Regions from separate parts of the Mus musculus genome. Here regions 2, 3, 4, 5 and 6 are each linked to region 1. Evidence: chromatin contacts called from public ChIA-PET, HiChIP or PLAC-seq and promoter capture Hi-C data. All regions are on one chromosome and are shown on one strand. The core of a region is the stretch at or near the end of the contact, and the rest is flanking DNA. Distances in the headings are between cores, read along the strand shown. Region 1 holds the start of Cdc7 (cell division cycle 7 (S. cerevisiae)). Region 2 overlaps Tgfbr3 (transforming growth factor, beta receptor III). Region 3 overlaps Tgfbr3 (transforming growth factor, beta receptor III). Region 4 overlaps Tgfbr3 (transforming growth factor, beta receptor III). Region 5 has its middle 22 kb from the start of Gm33327. Region 6 overlaps Tgfbr3 (transforming growth factor, beta receptor III).

Region 1 (3,574 bases), core at 325-2,824:
TAAATTGTGTATCATAAATTAAAAGTCAAAATTAGTATCTTTTTGGATAAGTCTAAATTTTCTTAGGACAAAGATGGCTAGCTTTTAGGAAAGAATACAGTCAACTGGAATTTTGTTTACAAACATGTATGTTAAGTGAACACTACCACATGGGCACTGTGCACAGTGTTTCTTGGGGTGGGGCTGAGGCAGGGTTGAACTCCTGATCTCCACCTCCCCTTGGGTTTACAGACGTTTACCTCTATGTCCTGCTGAAAGTACACAATATGGGACTTTTCAGCCACCTTCTAAAACTAGAGTCTGCGGCTGAGCTACATTCCACTTTACGAAGAAAAAAGTATCCGTTACAAACATTCCACTTGTTTCTGCCTGTGAATTTTGTTTATGAATCCTTAATCCCTTCCCCACCAATTCCTAAAACCAAACTTTACACAGTAAGGCTACAGTGGGTGTGGAAGAAAAAAGTCAGGTGTCAACAAACATGCTTTCCTAAAAAGCCACTAATATTTGGACCCAACCGACGTCCTCTAAAATGAAAACTGGATTCCACACCTCTTAAAACGCGATCCAATCCTAAATCTAGACTTCATGATATTATGTTGACATGTGAAATTTAAACATACAACTCAGTTTACTAGTCAGGTGTGTGTGTGGTTTTTCTGTTTATTTCTGGGAGTGTAATTTAATTACATTTCTTTTTTCCCCTTTCCTCGAATTAGAAGATGCAGACTGGCTGCCCGTGCGACTTCAGAACCGTGTGACCGTGGCATTGAGCACATACCTGAAAGTTTAACACTCTGCTCATATTTTTTTAAAGAGTCATCAGCCGGACACCTGTCACTGCCACGAAGGGAAGAAAACGCCATTGGCTCCTCCATCTGAGTCCCCAAAGAGGCTTCCACTACGCACGACTGGGATGCAAAGAGCGGGCTACGGGGTCATGTGCACAGGCGAGAGCAGCAGCTGTGAAAATCACAACACGGTGAGAAGGGCGAAGTAGCTCACCCAAGCAGGCACGCACCAAACCACCTGCCCTTCAGGAGGTAGCACTAAAACCCGCACCATATGTCCAAATCCCAGCCGGAGCGGCGTCGCTGCCACTGGCCTGCGGCGAGCACTCCCGCGGGGGACAGGTGGAGCGGGCTGCAGCCGGCTAGGGATCCCCGGGAGGCTGCGGGGAAGGACTGCGGTTTGCCCGGGAGGAAGTCGCTCGCCAGGGCGTGACACTCCACTCGACTGGAGCCGACCGAGGGCAGCAGGGTGCCAACAGAAGGATAAATGAATGAATGGGCCGCCCTGGGCGAGTGCGTAGGGCGGACTGTCCGCCAGTGCCAACGGGAAGCTCAGTGCGCAGGCGCACCTCTTCCCGCCGCGGGATGCCCGCAGGGCGACACGACCTAAGTCACGATCAAGAACTCGTCCCCGGTCCCTCACCGTCCACGGCAGGGGGGAAAACTGTCAGAAACTCACGGTTCACAGAAGTTAGGACGTCCGCGGTCGCTTCCCTCAGGAGCGTCCCACTGAGCCGGGCCGCCAGGCGCGCATGCGCGATTCTTCCCGCGCTGCTTTGAATTGCTCATGCGCATTCCGAAGCCCTCGGCGCCTGCGCAAGAGGCGTGGTTTTTCAAGGCGGGGCGGTCGGAAAGGAAGAGTGCAGCAGAGAGGGCTCGGTGGTCCTTTGCTGAGTTAGCGAGCCCCAGGACTAAAAAGGCGCCCGGGATTCCTCGTCCCGTCGCCCGGTCCTTAGCGTTCTCTCTCGGCCTCACACTGTGGTCTCAACACGCTGGACACTTCTCGGGTAAAAGGCACTTGGTTGAGTCCGGTTTTACTTTTCTCAACGAAAAACAAAAAGTTTAACCACTGGTTCTTGAGGATCTTATAGTAGAGACCAGCTGCAATGTATGTTGATCATTTATTTAGTTGTGATATAAACCAGTTTTTAGGGACTGAGCGAATAACGGTGGTGAATAAGGCAGTCAAAAAGCTATCCCAATTTCGCGTCTTTTAGTAACCCACTAAGTCTATATTGCGTGGGTGTGGAGTGATCCACTGGATTATGCATCGGACTCTTAACACCGGTTGCATCTCCAAAAAGAATGATCCCTCCTGGCCTGGCAACTACGCTCTGCCAGGGCCTCAGTAAGGGACTGGGCCAGGAAATTCCCTACCCCATCAATGCTGGAATTTTGGCCCCTCTTGTTCAGGTAACCCCACTATCGAGAGTCATGCCATAGCCAGAACTTGACAACCCCAGCTCTGACATTCTTAGACGACAGTCCACCTCCACTAGAGCAGCCTAGCCCAGACCAGAGAGAGTGTCCAGCTATAGGCATGTTTATTCAATCAATAATTTTTACTAGCTCCTGGAATATCATAACTGTGATTTTCATGCTACAATCTGTTTACATGGTATACAGGTGTGTGTATGTGTGTAAATACATACATAGTAAAAGAATTTCTAAGGAGTTAGTATTATTACCATTCATTAGATTAGTTAACACAGTGAAAGACCACAAATATTTTTTTTACTTTAGCATTAATAGTGAAGAATTATAAGTAGTGTTTTCTGATAGTTCTTTTTTTTACAAGAAAGCCCCAATTTACCTTTTGCCCATGAAAAATACATTTACCTCATAATCTTCCACAAGGCACAGATGGAGAAAATATGACAAAACTCTATGCTGATTTTATTAGTCAGGGTTCTTTAAGGAACAGAATTGACAGAATGAGTATGCAGATGTGTGAATGTATGTATTTATGTGAATGTGTATATATGTGTATGTGCTATTTATCAGAGTGGCATGCATGCTGTGGTCCAGGTTGTCCAACAATGGAAAGGCAAAGAATCTGGTATCTTTGCTGGATGTCTCAGTAGTTCCAATCTGCTGCTGGTGTCCCAGGGAATTCCTAGAGAGCTTCTGACCTTCAGTTTGCTTCCAAAGGAGTGGTTCCAACACCAATGACAGCTCAGCATCAGGGTAAATGGACTTGCCAGTGAGAGCAAGGGGAGCAGGCAAAGAGCAAAGCTTCCTTCTCTTACTTCCGACTGTGTGGGCTGCCAGCAGCAGTGGTGGTCTAGATTCACGGTGGACCTTCTCATCTCAGATGATCGGGATTTACAGTGGATCTCCCACCTCAAACAAACAAACCTAGAAAAGTCCCTCATAGGAAGACCCACATGCTTGAGTTTCAGTTCATTCCAGATGCAGCTAAGCTGAGAACCAAGATTAGCCACCATACCCTTGTCCTTGTTAAAAGCATGGCTGCAGGGCTGAAGACATGGTTTAGCGTTTAAGAGCACTGGCTGCTCTTTCAAAGGACTAAGGTTTACATCCCAGTACCCACATGGCAGTTCACAACTGTCTGTAACTCCAGTTCCAGGTGACCTGACAGACCTCTATGGAGGCAGAACATCGATGTAAATACATTTTTAAAGTTTCTTTGTTTTAAAGCATGACTGGACAGTCAGTGAGTCTGATGATAAGAAGGAAGGGAAGAAACTAGGAATGATGGTTATGTTGTAATTTCAGCACTTGGGAAGATGAGACAGGAGGATCATCACAAGTTTGAAGGC
Region 2 (3,227 bases), core at 499-2,998, 260 kb before region 1:
ACCTCACTGATTTTTATCACGCTGTCCTGTTAGATGTGAATGCAGGTTTGTGTGTCTGTCTGCAGAGTCCTCCATGAAGACCTGTGATGTGCAAAGCAGAAGTAGGTGTTGTGTTGTTATGAGAGAGTCTGGAAAATGGTTTTCTCAGTCCCTTGTTATTTGGCTGGTGGGGCATGACTTTGGGTCAGCAAAGGACCCTTCTGTGACCCGGTTTCCATCACTCTCAAATCAGAATTTTAGCTGCATCATCTCCGTTGAATTACAAGGATCAGAAACAATACACACAGGATGTGTGGCCCAGAGCTGGTACATGCTAGCCTTCCACAGGAGAGCTTGTTGTGGGGCCTGTTATACCTTGTAGACAGCCCTGGGCAGTGCAAACCTCACAGTGTTGCTTTGGAGGATGTTGCTCTGTGAGGGAAGCTGGTTTGGTGATGGCTTCATCAGTGTGGCTGTGGAAGGCACTGTGTGTGTTTGCACTGGGGAGGAGGGTGATGCATGATAACAAGCCAACCTCAGGGCAGGAGAGAGGTCCATTCTAATAGGACATGATGCCCAGTAAGATTTGGGGAGGCTGGGGTTCCTAAAGAGCCAACAGAGAAGGATCAACTCAGATTATACCTGGAGACCACAGGAAATTTAGATATGAGCCGGGGAGGGGCAGGAGGGATGACACAGGGCAGAACATGTAGCAGATGGCCAGAATTCCTGTTGAGGAATGACCAGTCGGGAAAGCTCAAGCGTGGAATGGCCCCAGAGGGGATCTCTGAGTGCGTGATTGCCAAGGACTTGGCATCTTGCAACAATTTAGTTATAGTGGAATAAATAAGATTTATTCTACTCACTTATAAAAGTTTCTGTGAGGATCCAGATAAAGCGTCTGTGACATGACTGTAGCTCTGCAATGTTTAGTGACGGAGGAGCCTGGTTTCACGTTTGTTTACTTATCTACCTGAGGCTGGCCTACGACTTGCTGTATAGCCAAAGATGATCTTGAGTTTCTCATCCTCCTGCCTCTTTTTCCTAAGGCTGAGTGCAGGGGTTACAGACACGAGCCACCAAGCCTAATTTATGCAGTGTTTTGAGACTGAGCGCAGAATTTATGTGCTAGGCTAGCTACCTACCAAGCCAAATAAATCCCCAGCCTTTTTCTAAAACAAAAACAAAAACAAAAACAAATCACAAAACCCAAAACAAAACAAAATGCAAACAGAAACCCAACCAACCAACCAACCACCACCACCACCACCATAACAGTACATATGTTGATGAATTTAGAGAAAGCAGTCTCTGTCCAGGTTTCCTCTCAAGGTGGTGAGGGAGCCCTGAGGCTGCTCACTGGTCTCTGGATTACAGGGTCAGGATTGCATAGGAACAGGAGGACTATAGGTTTTTAGCTGTGTCCACAAGAGAAACCTCTAGTTGGTGAAGATGCCCCCCAGTTCACAGAGCATTGCAGAGCAAGCCAGTCAGGCAGGTGTCAGAGCACACTTTCCTGGTATCTTTCCCTTGATGGCTGGAGGTGTTGCATTCATTCCAGTTAGTGCGGCAAGAAAAGAAACCATCACTGTGCCCCCTCAGACATGGGGTGGGGGTCCGTGGTGTGAGCCATATAAAAGGCTTAGCTAAATGCAGCCAGGTCCCACAATGTGTGGGCAGGCCTTAGGTGAGCTCTAACACTGTGTATTGCATCTGCATTCTATAGGTCAGGAAGGAGTTTAAGACAGAGGACACGCCCCCTTCCTCCTGTAACCACACCCCTTGGAAGACTCTATGCGCGCAGCCATTGGTTCCATCTCAGAACTTGGTCACTGTAGCCTTGTATAGATGCAAACGGGGCTGGGAGATGCAGCCTTCATTTGGTGTGATCCTGTGCGGAATAGTTGGGGAAAGAACAGTTGATGTCAAGAAGCTGATAGGAAGTCTGTGCCTTAGCCAGAACAGCTAGCACACAGTTAAGCATTCGGGGTGAGGCCCAACCAGGTTTAGGCGGGCTCTCTTAGCCTTGGGTTGTTTAGGGCTTCACCTGGAGAGCGAAAGTTCAGAAAGTCCTTTTTAGAAAGGACACCACCACATTTATGGTTTTTGAAATCTTTATTTTCTTTTTATCCCCTCTCTGGGTTTTGGTTTTGGCCTCTGGTACATGCTGTACTCTCAGCATAACCCAGCTATGCCACATGCGATTTCTCTATGGTGAGTTCCTGGAGGAAAGTCGCTGGGTCAGAGGATAGGCCTTTTGCTCTCTCACCCAGTTTGTGGTTTCTGGAGGTTGCTCTGACCTTACATATAAAATTTTTATAGGCGTACCCTCCCTCTTGACATTTTAAAAAATGAAACATTTCAACATAGGAAGATGTTGAAACTGCATTCACTACACATCCAAGTTCCTCGCAGTTAACATTCTGCAATAGTTGCTTTATCAGATGTGTGTCTGTCCATCCAGACGGCTCCATTTTGGATGCATTTCAGAGTACGTTACAAACCTCAGGATGCTTCAGCACCTATGCTATGATAGCTTTCTTTGTTTGTTTGGCTGGTTGGTTCCCACAGACTGTGTGAATACTGCTCAGTCTTGCTCATCAGACTGCTGTCTACCAAGGGAGAAGGCCAGAGGCCTCAGGTGACCTTAGAATAGTCGCCTAAGTGTGCAGAGCTATTGTCCTTTTGTTTAAGATGCGGAGGACGCCACCTCCTCCTGCTGTACAGGACTCAGCATTGCCCAGCAGAGTGGGAGCTGTGTGAAGGGGAATGATCTTGTTATTATATTTACTATATCAGCCTGACGGTATATCAAACTGTTGAAGACATTGTTTTATATAACATTTAAAATTTGTTAGATGTGTTTATTTATTTATTTAGTGTGTCTGTGTGTAGTTGCACATGTGTGTGAATGTGTGCTTGTGGTGGCTAGAGCTTGATGTCAGGAGTCTTCGTTACTCTCCACCTTAGCTTTTGAGACAGGGTCTCTCACTGAGCCTGGATCTCATTGATTAGCTGGTTGGTAAGCTCTGAGGATCTGCTGGTCTTGCCTTCCCATAGCCAGGGCTACTTGCTGTGTGTGTTTTGGGGATAAGGACTTCACGCCCTCAGGAGCAGGCACTTTATCTTCTGAGCTGCTGCCTCACCTTTTATACTTTTGAATGGATAATTTCTCACATACACATCATTATTTTTTGTTTGTTTGTTTGTTTGTTTTTAGTGTATGCTTGGTAATACGTTGTGGGCTT
Region 3 (3,152 bases), core at 414-2,913, 150 kb before region 1:
GTCATGAGAAGACCGAGGCCACTCTGCTTCAGTAGGTGTGAGGCTGAGCTCGTCATCAGCTAAGCCCAAGTGTGTCATACCTCCTCAGCAGCACCTTGAACTCAGCTGTGGTGTCTTGGACTGAGCGTTTCTAGTACCCTCAAGGTCACCCTCTTCAAAGAATGCATGACCTCTTCTTCCTGGATAATGACAGGCAGGTTCCAGTCTTGCAAGGGACAGAGGAAACTCAGGGGAGCCATATTGCTTCTAGTGCAGCAGTGGGATCTACTCCACTAGAGTATGAAGACCCTAGGCACCTCCTCTTTCTTCGTTGTCTGGCGTCTGAGTCGCCTACGCCTTTGAACCCTCTATGACAGGTTTATACCTTTATACTTTATATATTGAGGCAGGGTCTCTTCCTTGCACGCAGAGCTCACAGATTCATCTAGTCCAGATAGCCAGCCTGCAGCCTGCTCCAGGGTCCATTTACAAACAGGTTCCCTGATGGATTCTCTTGCACGGAACCAAAGTCAGAAAGAGTAATAGGGTAATAGGTTAGTGTGACTGTCCACCTCAGGGCACGCCCCGCTATTTTGAGTATGGGCGCTCTCTCTAGTGCTCTCTCTCTCTCTCTCTCTCTCTCCCCCCTCCCTCCCTCCCTCCCTCCCTCTCTGCCTCTCTCTCTGTCTCTCTTTTTCTCTGTGTCTGTCTGTGTGTGTGTGTGTGTGTGTGTGTGTGTGTGTGTGTGTGTGTGTGTCTCTCTGTGTCTCTGTCTCTCTCTCTCCAGGGTTTTACATTAGCAAGACAAGAGCTTCCAAGACTCTGAAAGTTATGAGAGCTTTTTCTAATGGGCATTAAAATCGCTGACACAGCAAAGAGACACTTCCCAGGAAGCAAATCTCCAGACTTCCTGGGCAGGACACACTGCTGACATTTTTCCTGAGCTTTGACTCATCAAGCATTGTCCTGTTCTGGAAGAGATAAACATGAGCGTGCTGCCCCGGAGGAGCAGGGCTGTCCTGCCTCATCCACTAGACCCAGAGCTCACAAGGCCAGCAGAGCCCAAAGGGATGGGAGGAACCTCCCTTTAGACCAGTGTGCCAGTGACTTAAAAGGGGAGAGGTTGTTCTTTTTAGTGAGGCTCAGAGATAAAGGATTTAACTCAGAGTATTTACCTAGCCAAGTCCAAGGCCTCTAGCTCTGGATAAACAAACAAACAAATAAGCAAGCTTATGTATGGCCACCATAGCCTTCTAATGGGCTACAGGAGGATTCAACTGAGAATGAATTAACATGTGAATGGTAAAGTGGTGTGTGTGTGTGTGTGTGTGTGTGTGTGTGTGTGTATGTATGTGTGTGTGTGTGTGTGTGTGTGTGTGTATGTATGTGTGTGTGTGTGTGTGTGTGTGTTTATGTATGTATGTATGTGTGTGTGTGTGTGTGTGTACATCAGAATAGTTAGTTAAGGGCTAGAAATATATGGGAATATAAACTCAGGTAGGGCCTATCATATCCAAGGCCCTGGGTTCAAACACAGAAGGGACAGGGGAGGTAAACAGAGGGAGAGGGGGAAGGAAGAAAAAAGACTGGATTATTTTCTAGAAATGATCTCCCATTTATGAGTCAGTGAATTTTTGGCAGGATGTTACTTCTCCCCCGTGGTTACATACACATTTGAAGGGGGCGGTGCTGAGGAAGATCCAAAATCCTGCAGGGGAGAAGACACTGTGACTTGCCTGCTCCTTGGGAATACTGATGTCTTCCTTTCTCCCCCTCCAATCCCAGAAGAAAAAATAATTAGAGCCAGCCAAATGCATGCAATGGCCCCAGGTGCTCTGAGGTGCATGCAGAAGCCGGCGGAGCTGTGTCAGGGAAAGCTGAAACCTGACCCGGGGAGCCGGAGCCGGTGCTGCCTTTTGCAGAACTGCATTTGGCAGAGATCTTTGAGGGGCCCCAGGAAGGCAGTGGAAGTATAGGCCTCTGGTTCCTGAGCTGGTTCAGAGGTCAGAGCCTGTGCTAGCTGCTGCAGTGTTGTGTTTTAATGAAGCAGAAGGGAGGGTTGCTTATCTCTGGCTGATAGATGTGTATTTCAGTATGACAGGAAAGAGAGGGCCTAACTCATAAACAGACCTGGCCTGCTGGGGGCTTCCCACGTCGGTGGGGGTGCGGACAGCTAAGGGGGCATTGGGGCAGCAGCTCCCACCTCTCTCCTCTACCTAGAGTCTTTTTTTTTTTTTTTAAAGGCCAGTTTCACAGAAGGGACTAGCTAACCATAGGACCTCTCACACAGTTAAATGCAAACCATGTGTGACCCGAGCTTTCCTCACTCTCCAGAGCATTGCACACTTGGCACAAAGAGCGGGTGGAGCTGTAATGCAGCGGGGTGTGTAATGACAAGTGGGGCATTTAATGTGTCAGGAGATGCTCACACTGAACTCAACAGAGAGCCTCAAATGCAAAGAGGTGCTTTGCTGGCAACCAGTGCAGGTCCCATGTGTTTGAGTTCTTTGCCCCAAAGGGTTTTCCCTTGGCAGTGACCCCAGCCCCCTCTCCTCTCAGCCCCCTCAGCCCCCTTCCTAGTAGTACTTCTCTGGTGGGTTTCATGCTGGGCATACAAAGCTGTTTTGCTGTGGCCAGGGCAAGCTCTCAAAGTCACTAGCGGGGCGGGGCGGGGCGGGGGTGGGGTGGGGTTGGTGTTTAACAAGGCATTGAATGCAAAAGGGATGGTGATATGTGGCTCATGCCCAGCCTGTGCAAAGTCCTACGTCTCATCCCTAGCACAAATAAAACAATTATAGGCATACTTAGAACATTGTTATGTTGATTTGTGATTAACTTTACAACTTGGTCTTGAACTCGGTCATGAACTTGTGAGATGGTTATGCAGTTTCACGGTGTCAGAAGAATCACTCCTAGCTAGCAGATACTGGTGATGCTTTGAGAGTTGTAGGCTCTAGAATCCAGAGAAATTGTCACGAGCCACCAGAGATCCTAGCCACAACTGGCCATACAGAAGACACTCTTATTGGCTTATAAAAACAATAACAAACCAAAAAAAACAAAAAAACCAACCAACCAAAACAAAACCTTAAAGCACAAGGCCTTCCTGGGCTAGCTGCTCCTGCCTCTAATTGAGAAAAACATCAGGTAAAATGTTAAAGAAAAGGGTGTCC
Region 4 (3,483 bases), core at 766-3,265, 200 kb before region 1:
CATTTCAAGCCTTGCTTTGTATGCCAAACCCAAGTTCTTTTCCCCCTTCAAGCTCATAATCTACATAAGAAATTTTCAAGATGAGAGCCTGGCAGCCTCATGTTGTGATATGTTCCTGAAATCCCAGCACTTTGGAGGCAGAAGTAAAAAGATCCAGAATTCCTGGCCAGGCTGCCTCATAGTGAGATCTTGTCTTTAAAAGTAAAATAATAAAATAACAACAACAATAATAAATTTAAATGAGAAAGAGAGAGACAGACAGGTACAGACAGACAGGCCCTAGTGACTGATTCTTAACAGCATAAAGTGTCTGGTCTGGCCTATCCATTTGAGAGTTAGCTGTTTTGTAGTCTACTTAAAGCGGGGAAATGAGGATGCCTAAGACTAGGAAAGTCTCCGGGAAGAAGCGGCTGCTTCCAGTGTTATACTCTATGGGTTTCTGTCCTGTGATTTCTTTTTTCCCAGCCATTTTATCATTAAATCAGGAAAGAAATGTGGATATCTTTGGCAGCCAGATGGGGATAGGACAGGGCAGATGTTGGTCTCACAGCACAGTGACCAGGGTTTGACATATAAAAATGCAGGTTTCTAGTTCAAGTTGAGTTTCAGATAAATAAATTTGCTTAAGTATGCCTGTGCAATATTTTAGACATAATTACACTAACAAAATCCATACATTCTTTAGCTACAGTTCAAGTTTAATTTGGTGTCCTGTATTTTTTTCTGGTAACCCAGGTTTTTGTTTTTGGCTTAATCTCCCCAGCATGGGTTCTAGTTCTGGCTCCAGCACTAAGGAGTTGTGCATCAGGGCGCATGGTTGTGCTACCCCGGGCTCAGTTCCCCCATCACAGATAAAGACTTTGGATTATTTGGATTAAGCTGATCTTCCGAGTTCCCTCAAGTTTTTTTTTTTTTTTTTTTTTAACTCTTATGCTTTGATAATGCGGCTGCTAGATAACTATATCCTAATTTAATTGGAAACAGAAGATAGCAATATGAACCCTGCCCTCCTCAGCAAATCTGAGTAAATACCAAGGCATGGCAGTTGGAATAAGTGAGGAAAACCGAACTTTATTCTTTGGCTTTGGCTTAAAAACAAATCAAAACTTAATCCTAATGAAAAATGTAAATTAATACCAGGAACACACTGAATATTTAAAAAACAGCTCTGCGTGTCCAAAGAAGGGGGAAGGGTGACTGAAAAATCCTTATTGCCAAAATCTGGCTTACTCCTTTTCCTTAAACTGGAGGGGGCGGGGAGGCCAAGTATTTTGGACCTCTGCCACCAAACCACAGGCAGTTCTCTGATTTGCACTGCATTTTGGATGCCTGACAAGACTCGGTGAAAACAAGTGCTATTTGTTTTCCTGTGCCTAGTATTTAACTGGAAATCAAAAGGCTAAATTTCCAATCAGTTGTTAAGCAGCCCCAGATGTGAGCTCAGGGCCGCACTGGGGGGAGTCAGCCTAATAAGGCGCATGCGCCACCTAACAGGACACATGCGCAGCTGTTACCTTTCCAAGCCAAGCAATGTGTAACCGAGGGTTAGTGTGTCCAAAAATGCTCTGGGAATAACTCAGTCAAGCTTGCATGTGGAGGAGGGAACTTAAAAATAAACAAATTGAAAAAACTCCTGGGTTCTATGGTTTTGCATTAAAAAACAAAATCTTTCTAACATCCTTTGGCAGCTCTGCCCCATACTTGAGAGCCCACAAAGTTAGCAAACCTTCTATGATGTCCTTCGTATGAACTGTTCACCGATTCAGCATCCGTTTTTTCTGCCCGAGTGCTTGAGGAAAATGACCCAGGGATTGACAGGGAAGGGTGAGTCACCTACGTTCAGAGAGCTTTCTACCGCTCGCTCGCAGAGCTAGCTAGAAAATTGGGAGTTGAGGTTCAGTGTAAAAATGTACCGTTGTTTAGATCCCAGAAGTTGGAGAAAATGAGACTTGCCCTCTTGCCTGTGCAGACGAGGTAGCAGCTTCCGGGAGGTGGACTCTGAGGAGCATGTAGGCAGATGGCTTAGGGAACTGTAAACAAACGGAGCTTCCCACCAGGCTAGAGGTGTCACCCCTGTGTCCTAGGGACCTGACTGCACCATTCAGTGAAGTCTTTCCCCAAATAAATTCTCTCTTGAAGGCAGATTAAATAAACACTTCCAGATTCGTGGTGGTTCTTTTCAGTATCTCTGGCCGAATGACTCACTGTGTCCCGAGGAGATTCCAAGTGGTTGTGTACCATGCGTTTCTTCTCAAGAGGCCGCTTATCTGTTGGTTTTGTGGCTTGTCCCTCAGAGATGTAATTATATGGGGATTGAGCCTTTCAGGAGCTGGGGTCAGTCAACTACCATATTTCCTAGAATTGAGTTTCTGCCCCTTTGTGGTAAGAGAGCCTCTCCTAAATGTCACTGTGGCACTTAGAACGTTGGAGAGAGTCCAGTTTCAGCTGGTAAACCTGGTCCAGAGAGGGCTTGTAGAAGCTTTTGTCCTGACAGGTTGGGGAGGGTGGTGACTGCAGCGTAGATGAGTGGCCCAGAGCCCTGGTTTGCCCTCTTGTAGTTTCCTAAGCGAGACATCCTGTCCAGGAGGACTCACCCAGTGTGGACTTTTCCTGGCTCTACTTGGTGTGTTGTGTCATGTCTGTGTGTAGGCACGGCCCCAGCCCTGTGAAGGCCTCGCTTTCATTCAACAAATTGAGGTTAAACAAACTTGAGTACACTGAACAGAAGATTGGTTTTCCTTGCATAGTCCAAGGAGGTTCTTTAGAGCTCTGGAATAAAGCTAATCTGGTGACGTAATGCATCTGCCCTTCCCAGGCACCGGCATTGATGTCAAAGGTTAATCTCTGGGGCTGTGGGTAACATAGTGGACAACCTCCGGAGAGCTATTTGGTAAGAAAAAATGAGTGTTTTGTTAAGGGAAGTTACAGAATGTTTTATTTTCATATAATGAGAGGAGAGGAAAAACTCTCCCAGGAGGCTCTGGGATGCTGATGTGAAACTTTTAGGCTGTGCCTGGGTGCAGATGGTGATGTTGTGGGACAGCTCCCAAAGCTACCTCACAACCCGTTTCAGGGAATGGCTGCAGCATGGCTCAGCTCCTTTCTGGGTACACACAAACTGTCCACTTTGCTTGAGACAATGTAGGTTTTGCATCTCCGATCCTTGTCATCTAGTTTTCTGGCTTAGAAATCATCTTATCGTGGGATAGAATCTGTATCTTAATCTCTGCTTTTGCCATTACTCCTGGGTGGTTTGGAGTCCCTGGTGCAGATCAGGGTTAGGGTTAGGGTTAGGGTTAGGGTTAGGGTTATGAACTGTGAGTGATCCCGTGGTGGACGTGGTCAGCAGGGTACCCTTTGGATTGTGAGTGATAGCCCAAGCCGGAGCTCATGCACCTGCCACCTACAGCCCACAGAAATGATAGCTCACTTGCTATCTCTTGCCCCTTTATCTTTATCTTTTGAGAAAGGTTGGCATTGCTT
Region 5 (3,377 bases), core at 108-2,607, 140 kb after region 1:
ACAGTTCCACTGCAGCAATAGAAACTCTAGGACAATTCTTGTATTATGAAGAGGCAGGACAGGTGCAGTCTGTTTTCAAATTAAAGAAACCAAGGTCGGGAGACATAAGACAAGAATGTCCTGGATTCCTCCCTGTCTATGAGGCCAGGCAGACTTCTAAGTTCCCTTAAGGAGGGAGGGAGGGAGGGAGGGAGGGAAAGAGAGAGAGAGAGAGAGAGAGAGAGAGAGAGAGAGAGAGAGAGAGAGAGAGAGAGAGAGAGAGAGAGAGAGACTGTCTGTTTTCAAATTAAAGAAACCAAGGTCGGGAGACATAAGACAAGAATGTCCTGGATTCCTCCCTGTCTATGAGGCCAGGCAGACTTCTAAGTTCCCTTAAGGAGGGAGGGAGGGGGGAGGAAGGGAGAGAGACAGAGAGAGAGACAGAGAGAGAGAGAGAGACTGACTTTTATGCTTTTTGCAATTATAAATACCTCTGATCAGTCGACGTGGCAGGCTGTTTGTCTCCCTGCCAGGCTGGTGACAATGTAATGATAGTATTGTTAACCAGTGTCTTCAGTGATCGTCCACATTTGTCAGACTGTAGAACCGCCTCTGCTGAGCCAGGTGCTTACACACTGGAAGTAAAGCTCAGAAGCAGCCTGCTACCTGGACAAGAAGTCACTATTACTAAACCAGCAGCTGGTGCCTTAGAAACAAAAGCGAATGACCCTGTGTCCAGTCACTGTCGTTCATGTGACATCTCAGGGTCGCTGTGCATCTAACAGCGGAAGACAGTGCCTATCTTTTACCATTTTTAAGAAACATGTCCTAAATCTTAAACAGGAAACGAGATGTTTCTGGTGACTCGGAAGTACAAGCATGGTTGGTTGTGAGGAGGTTTGGTAGAAAAAAGTAGAATTTGAAGCCTGTGTGCCCCAAGTCCGCATAATCATTTCTTCTTTCTTTAGTTGGGTTTGGGGTAGGGGTGGGGCTGGGGGACTGGTGTGGGCTCTGTAGAGAGTGCTTATTCACCTGCATAGCCCCTGGGTTCAGTCTCCTGTGCCACAAATGAAGACTGGAAAGGGGGAACCTACATGCTGAGCACGGCACACTGTTTGGTTGGACAATCAAGGAAACCAATGTTCCGCATACAGGGCTTACAGTTTCGCGGAGAGAAACTCTCTGCTCCCGAGGGCAGATGCCCCCACCCCTTGGCTCTCCCGCTGGGGCTTCCCAACTGGACTCTTCCAACCCCTCGCTGGAGGCTTGGACAGCGGCTGGTCGTGGAGTGCGGACTGAGTTACCGCTCTCACCACAAGACAAACATTTGCCATCCGCGGAGGCCGGAAGGGGAGGTTGTGACGATCTTGTTTCTTGGCAACTGAGAACCATCCTGTTAGAGGTGGCCAGTCTGCTTTCAAAACAAAAAGGAGCCTGTAACTGTAAAGGGCTACCGGGCTCCCGCTCCCCCACCCACTTAGAAGCAAAACCTATTTATGAGGCTTTATTAAGTGCAAATAAGTCCCTCGGCTTCAGCTGGGACTCCGCAGCTGCTGAGGATGCGGCCATTTGCATATAAATGACATGATTTCGGCTCAGAGAAGAATATCAAAAAATATACATGTCGACAATGGAATCTTGATAGATTCACACATATTAAGGTCAGATGTTGTAATTTTTAAGGCTGCTGCATGCTGATGGCTGAATCTTATCACACGTTCAATTCTGTTTGAGTTATATTAGGTTTATCTTCTATGAAATGGAGGATTTTTATTGTGAATTAATTAAGCTACTTTTTCCTCCCTAAAGATGAGAACATTTAGGTCAATAAGCTAAATGCTCTACAAATGCATAGGCTGTGTGATAGCCAAAGTTACCGACGCCAAACTTGGTTTTCGTCCTAGCTAACAGAGGGCTGTGTGCCCAGGTGCTCACAGAAGGGAGCACGGAGACTTCCTTCATGTCAGTGTGTCTGCTGCAAGAGTAGCTGCCCTTTGAATCACCGAGGAAATTTTCTTATTCTTTTTACATGTATGCACACACTCCCACATGTGTGCATGCACAGACATGTATACATACATAGGACCAAAGGACACTGAGTGTCATTCCCTATCAGCTTTCCACCATTTCTTTGTTTAAATGATTTTATTTATTTTTGTGTGCATTGTTGGTTCTCTTGCTCGTGTGTCTGTGTGAAGTTGTCAGATCTCCCGGAGTTGGAGTTACAGACAGCTGTGAGCTGCCATGTGGGTGCTGGGAATTGAACCCTGGTTCTCTGGCAGAGCAGCCAGTGCTCTTCACTGCTAAGCCATCTCTCCAGTCCTCTTTGTTTAAATGTGAACGATTGGCTTCTAACTTCCCCAGAACTTACCAACTAAGTTAGGTTGGATGGCCACCAGGCCCCAGGGGTTCGCTGTTAACATGTCTTCAGTGCCAGGATTATAAGTGAGAGTCTTCATTCCTGGGCTGTTTTGTTTGTTTCAGTTTTTAATTTAAAAATTTAGATAACTTTCCTCCATTCCCTTTTTTTCTCCCCTCCCCCCATGCCTTTATTTCTCCCCCCAAATTCCTGGACTCCTCTTCCCTAATGGTTATATGCAAATACATATATATATATATAAATATATAAATACAGCCAGCTGAACCCATTCATTGTTGCATGTACATGATTTCAGGGCTGACCACTTGCTACTGAAAAATCAATTTAGGGGCTCCCCTGTGGGAAAGACTACAAGACTCCCAAAACAAAGCAATAAAGGCTATTGCTATTGTCTTTTGTTGCCTCCCAGAGGTTGAAGGTAAGTCCCCATTGCTGAAGACACCACACACTTCAGACCTAGAACTCAAAGGATATGAGCTGGAACAAGTGTGGAAGCCTTCTGTGAGGGCTTCTGTGAGAAGGTTCTAGAATTGCCACGACCTGTAATCTCCCAGGCTAACAGGGGAGCTAAGCAAGCAATAGTACTGCCCACCTGTGGTGCCTATGCACCAAGCAATGAACAGATGGCAATGTATCCCTGATGGTGCAACTGTAGCACTCACGTCTTCCTGGTAACCAGCAGTGGTCCAACCAGACTTGAGGTCTGCTCAACAGGAGGGAAGTTATGCCTGTACTTTAAACTGAGCCAATTACCCAGGGCTAGGATCTTAGAGGAGACCCTCCTACTAATACTTTACTCAATTTCTAACTGCACTCACATACTTATCCCTGCTCACATACTTACCCCTACTCACAGGCTTACTCATCCCTACTCACACACTTACTTATCCATAGGTAAGTGTAGCCCCCAACCCTTACCAAAGAAGCTTCTCTTTGCAATAGACTGCTACATAAAACCACAATTGGCCAAAATGTGGAAAACAACTGCTTGTGGATTTTATCGGCAGCACAATTCCTA
Region 6 (3,336 bases), core at 262-2,761, 180 kb before region 1:
AAGATCTGTTTATATTCCTCTCTCTGGCTGCACTCCTGTTCCAGGCCAGTCCTGGACAATACATGACAACATTGCTAAACAATTAGGTAATGTTTCATGATGATCTTTTATTCCCCAGTCAGTTTCAGGCTCTTTGACTTCTAACTCCCTGTCCCAGATGTGAGCTGTGCTATGAGGAACAGGTACATGCTAAGACAAAAGTTTAGGTTGCAGCTTAGGAAGAGAGAAATGGTCTTCCCTTTACAGACAATATGGTTACATGTGAAGAGTAAAGGACTCTGACTCAACCACACAAAGCTAGATTCAGGTACCATCTCCAGCTGCCAGTTCATGGCGGACAGTACGACTGAACATGGTGTAACTGTGAAATGGGACAGTGACAGCACTCACTCATTGTGGGGTTTAGCTAAGCTCATTCAACCACCCAGCAAGTACTTGTTAAGGGCATATGGGGTCTTTTTAAAGCACACAGGTACATGGAGCATTCTCAGCTCCGTGTGTTACCCAGTCTGTGCATCACAGCTTCTTTCTCACTAGTGGAGCAATGGTAGAACCTAGCTCCTGTATTAAAGGAAGACTAACTTAGGAAAATACATGTGAAGGTCTATCACAGACCTGTTGTACAAAGACTCACCTTTCTTCCATAAGCACTCCCTTGAAGAATTTGTCCACAGGAAACTCAAAGGGCTTCATTAACCAAGGTGAAAACAGGAGAGCTACCAAAGTTCATAAGACCCTGAAAGAGTAATGCCAGCAGCACACCCGCATGGCTGTGTGTGGGTTTGTTAGAGGCACAGCATAGGCGGCAGTGGGAAGTGATCAGAGAGATAGGAAGGCTATGCAACAAGATCAGCAGCAACACTGCAGTGTGGCTCTGGCCCCTTCCGCAGGTCCTCCCTGTGGACGTGGCCCAGTCACTTCTACAGCAGGGAGAACCTCAGAACAGAAAAGAGGAGGAGGCTTCTTAGAGGCTTCCTCTTATGGGCCAGAGAGATGGCTAAGTGGGTAAAGGCACCTGCTGCCTAATCTAAGGACCAGAGCTTTGTCCCTGGTATGCACTTGGTGGAAGGAGAGGGCCAGCTCCTGCAAATGGTCCTTCAAGCTCCACATGTGCACACACACACACACACAAGGATGAAATCATAATAAACTTAAAAGCTAAGTTTTCTCTTGTATTCTTTGATGGAGCCTACTCTTAGAAACGATGCTAGTTTAAAGGCCCAGTGTGCAGATCCTCAGCACACTATTCTCCGTTAAGCCCTTCTCTTCACCATTGTTTCAAAGGCATGGGGGTGGGGGGGGGGGAGGCAGAGCCCCTTCCACCCAACCCAGCTACTAGTTCACAAAATGGGGCTGAAGATAATGGTGGTGGTATTAGGGGAAACGTCCTTTGAGCACCCCCTTAGCTGCACTACGTTGGGAAAGTCTGGAGAGTCCTAGGAACACAGAAATGAGGGATTTACTCAATGCTGAGAACCAGCTTGCCTCCCGTCATCCTGCTGCTCTCCTAGTGCAGAGTGATGTCTGATCTTTTCAGTTCCAAGCCACAATTAACGTGAATCACACAGACAGCTCCTGTGTTTAATGTGGAAAGGCGTGAAGAGATTATTCTGTCCTGGTGCAGCAGAACAGGTGGCCATTGCGATGATGAGATTCTGGAAATACGGTATTTTCTCAGCTGTCTGACAACATGAAAGTCTAGGGCAGATGAGGCCAGGCAGTATTGTTTAGGCCAAGGTTGCGGTTCCAGCCAGTCAAAACACATGCTGCTTTGAAGGGCTGGGAGATGCTGCACCTCAGCAGGCTGGCTGAGTGAAGCTCTGAGAGCTGCTGGCTCTTACTACTTCAGCCCCGATTCCTCTTTATCTCATTCCATTTTCAATCCCATTTCCCTCTCTCTCCCTCCCCCTTCTCCCTATCTCTTTCTTTCTCTTCTTTTCTTTCGCTCTCTCCCTTTCTCTCTCCCTTTCCTTCGCCTACAGCCCTCTCTTTCCTTCTCTCCCTTCCTCTCTCCCTCTCTCTTCCCTTCTCTCTCTCTTCTTCTTCTCCTTCTTCCTTTAGGAGTTTCCTCTGAATGTGAGTAAGAGCTAATGCCTGTCGGTCTATAACCTGGCTTACAGATGGTGGCAGGATTCAGTTCTCACTCCCTTTTCTTTGCATGCATATGCAAAGTCGTGACTGGCCAGTCATGGCAGGTTGGTCCCTAGATCAGCTCTTTGGGTAACAGGAGAAGATTTTGGGTGACACATTGAAGTTTTGACTTGGAGTAAAAGTGTCCGCAGCCAATCTCCCACAACACGGAGGCCAAGAGAACTGAGAGCCCGTGAATCTTTTACGACTCTACAGTGGGAAAGGATTAATATTTGGTCATGTTTGGGGTAAATAGAATGGGAAACAAATGAGGAATTTAGGAAAAATGCTACAGACACGCAGGAGAAAATCAGTGGGCATGGAAATTAAAGGGACGTTGATGTGGCGTGACAGTGGTATAATCTGTGCTCTGGACATGCCCCAGCCCTGTTGGAGCAGTTGTGGGCACTGTGCCTTCCCATCGGGTCTCTCTGCAGTGACCAGCCTCCTCACTCATCAACAGGATCCCTGACACAGGAGTCAGCAGGGGACATAGACATTTGCTGCCTGTATCTCGGCTAGTCAGAGGCCAGTCATATACTTCCTTGAAAGAATCCTTTCATTTTAGTGTTGTAACAGATTATTAATGAAAACTAACCTTTAATATGGCTTTAACAATTTCCATATTGTTATAGAGGGGCCATATCAATCGTTACATCCTTTCAGTTTTAATATGCATGTTGCCTGTGTAAGCATATAAGGGCTTCCTCCTTTATTACTAAATACAATGCTACTACCTGGGTGATATCTTAATAGTACTCCACAGCATAAAATATAGTATATTAACAAAATTGGCAAGTGAATACAATTTCAGAACACCTAATCAGTCAGATGACATGTAAAGGTTTGAGGTTTACTATGTGGAAGCTAATAGTTCATACAGCATTGGGAGAGTCATGTGATCATGCCATCTTCCCTGTAGATCTAGGCCACAAGATGCAAAGCCACAGGCATGTTTGTAAACACGGTGTGCACACCTGTGTACTCTACAGACAGTTTTACATAAAAAAAGCGGAAGGGAACATTTGAAATGTGTACTTGTTGTCCTAGTAACGGACATAAAGTAAGTACTCAGTGAGAATGGGCCTCTCTTCGTGTGCAGTGTTTTATCTTAGTGTCTTCTTATCCGAGGAAGACAGAGGTTACAGGGTAAAGCCTCCTTGTGCAGTCCAGAATCTGTTGGTTTCAGATAATTCCTCATTCAAA

The links. Promoter capture Hi-C pulls out the DNA fragments that hold promoters and counts their contacts. ChIA-PET counts read pairs in DNA pulled down with a chosen protein or histone mark. HiChIP or PLAC-seq counts read pairs in DNA pulled down with a chosen protein or histone mark.
Region 2: an H3K27ac HiChIP or PLAC-seq map of differentiating embryonic stem cells shows a contact between it and region 1, with 2.5 times the contacts expected there. The contact joins the enhancer-like site here to the promoter of Cdc7 in region 1. A contact is called at or near these places in 5 of 39 promoter capture datasets (the HPC-7 cell line, cranial neural crest, hematopoietic stem and progenitor cells and 2 more), 1 of 15 datasets of contacts at CTCF or cohesin (large pre-B cells), 4 of 115 datasets of contacts at active chromatin or transcription factors (differentiating embryonic stem cells, embryonic basal ganglia, embryonic stem cells and 1 more) and 2 of 9 other capture datasets (adipose tissue and liver).
Region 3: a contact with region 1 is called in an H3K27ac HiChIP or PLAC-seq map of trophoblast stem cells, with 2.1 times the contacts expected there. The contact joins the enhancer-like site here to the promoter of Cdc7 in region 1. A contact is called at or near these places in 3 of 39 promoter capture datasets (3T3-L1-derived adipocytes, frontonasal cranial neural crest and hippocampal neurons), 3 of 115 datasets of contacts at active chromatin or transcription factors (double positive thymocytes, extraembryonic endoderm stem cells and trophoblast stem cells) and 3 of 9 other capture datasets (adipose tissue, liver and pancreatic islet).
Region 4: a promoter capture Hi-C map of 3T3-L1-derived adipocytes shows a contact between it and region 1, with 4 times the contacts expected there. The contact joins the enhancer-like site here to the promoter of Cdc7 in region 1. A contact is called at or near these places in 3 of 39 promoter capture datasets (the 3T3-L1 cell line, 3T3-L1-derived adipocytes and hippocampal neurons), 4 of 115 datasets of contacts at active chromatin or transcription factors (astrocytes, bone marrow-derived macrophages, extraembryonic endoderm stem cells and 1 more) and 1 of 9 other capture datasets (adipose tissue).
Region 5: an RNA polymerase II ChIA-PET map of memory CD8 T cells shows a contact between it and region 1, with 7 read pairs. The contact joins the enhancer-like site here to the promoter of Cdc7 in region 1. A contact is called at or near these places in 1 of 39 promoter capture datasets (stem cell-derived epiblast-like cells), 3 of 115 datasets of contacts at active chromatin or transcription factors (embryonic stem cells, large pre-B cells and memory CD8 T cells) and 1 of 9 other capture datasets (adipose tissue).
Region 6: a promoter capture Hi-C map of hippocampal neurons shows a contact between it and region 1, with 3 times the contacts expected there. The contact joins the enhancer-like site here to the promoter of Cdc7 in region 1. A contact is called at or near these places in 5 of 39 promoter capture datasets (the 3T3-L1 cell line, 3T3-L1-derived adipocytes, frontonasal cranial neural crest and 2 more), 5 of 115 datasets of contacts at active chromatin or transcription factors (the NIH/3T3 cell line, bone marrow-derived macrophages, embryonic stem cells and 2 more) and 3 of 9 other capture datasets (adipose tissue, liver and pancreatic islet).

Annotation. Positions count from the first base shown.
Region 1 is chr5:106,962,322-106,965,895 of GRCm38.p6, reverse strand. Cdc7 (cell division cycle 7 (S. cerevisiae)) reads right to left here and starts at 1,574. Exons shown (of 12, transcript NM_009863.3): 1 at 1,471-1,574; 2 at 782-963. The coding sequence starts at 878.
Region 2 is chr5:107,218,607-107,221,833 of GRCm38.p6, reverse strand. All of the region lies in intron 2 of Tgfbr3 (transforming growth factor, beta receptor III), which reads left to right. Among named protein-coding and RNA genes, the nearest start is that of Tgfbr3, 69 kb to the left of the region's middle. Within about 2 kb of position 1,748, at least 45 of the 459 cell types and tissues checked have an H3K27ac peak or open chromatin away from gene starts, as enhancers often do. A contact at or near this core is called in adipose tissue and differentiating embryonic stem cells, where this site is marked.
Region 3 is chr5:107,109,817-107,112,968 of GRCm38.p6, reverse strand. All of the region lies in intron 16 of Tgfbr3 (transforming growth factor, beta receptor III), which reads left to right. Among named protein-coding and RNA genes, the nearest start is that of Gm42146, 17 kb to the right of the region's middle. Within about 2 kb of position 1,663, at least 112 of the 459 cell types and tissues checked have an H3K27ac peak or open chromatin away from gene starts, as enhancers often do. A contact at or near this core is called in 3T3-L1-derived adipocytes, adipose tissue, extraembryonic endoderm stem cells and 2 more, where this site is marked.
Region 4 is chr5:107,165,978-107,169,460 of GRCm38.p6, reverse strand. The region is part of intron 4 of Tgfbr3 (transforming growth factor, beta receptor III); the gene reads left to right. Among named protein-coding and RNA genes, the nearest start is that of Gm42146, 73 kb to the right of the region's middle. Within about 2 kb of position 2,015, at least 176 of the 459 cell types and tissues checked have an H3K27ac peak or open chromatin away from gene starts, as enhancers often do. A contact at or near this core is called in 3T3-L1-derived adipocytes, adipose tissue, astrocytes and 1 more, where this site is marked.
Region 5 is chr5:106,823,456-106,826,832 of GRCm38.p6, reverse strand. No RefSeq gene overlaps it. Among named protein-coding and RNA genes, the nearest start is that of Gm33327, 22 kb to the right of the region's middle. Within about 2 kb of position 1,357, at least 126 of the 459 cell types and tissues checked have an H3K27ac peak or open chromatin away from gene starts, as enhancers often do. A contact at or near this core is called in memory CD8 T cells, where this site is marked.
Region 6 is chr5:107,142,811-107,146,146 of GRCm38.p6, reverse strand. All of the region lies in intron 7 of Tgfbr3 (transforming growth factor, beta receptor III), which reads left to right. Among named protein-coding and RNA genes, the nearest start is that of Gm42146, 50 kb to the right of the region's middle. Within about 2 kb of position 1,511, at least 10 of the 459 cell types and tissues checked have an H3K27ac peak or open chromatin away from gene starts, as enhancers often do. A contact at or near this core is called in hippocampal neurons, where this site is marked.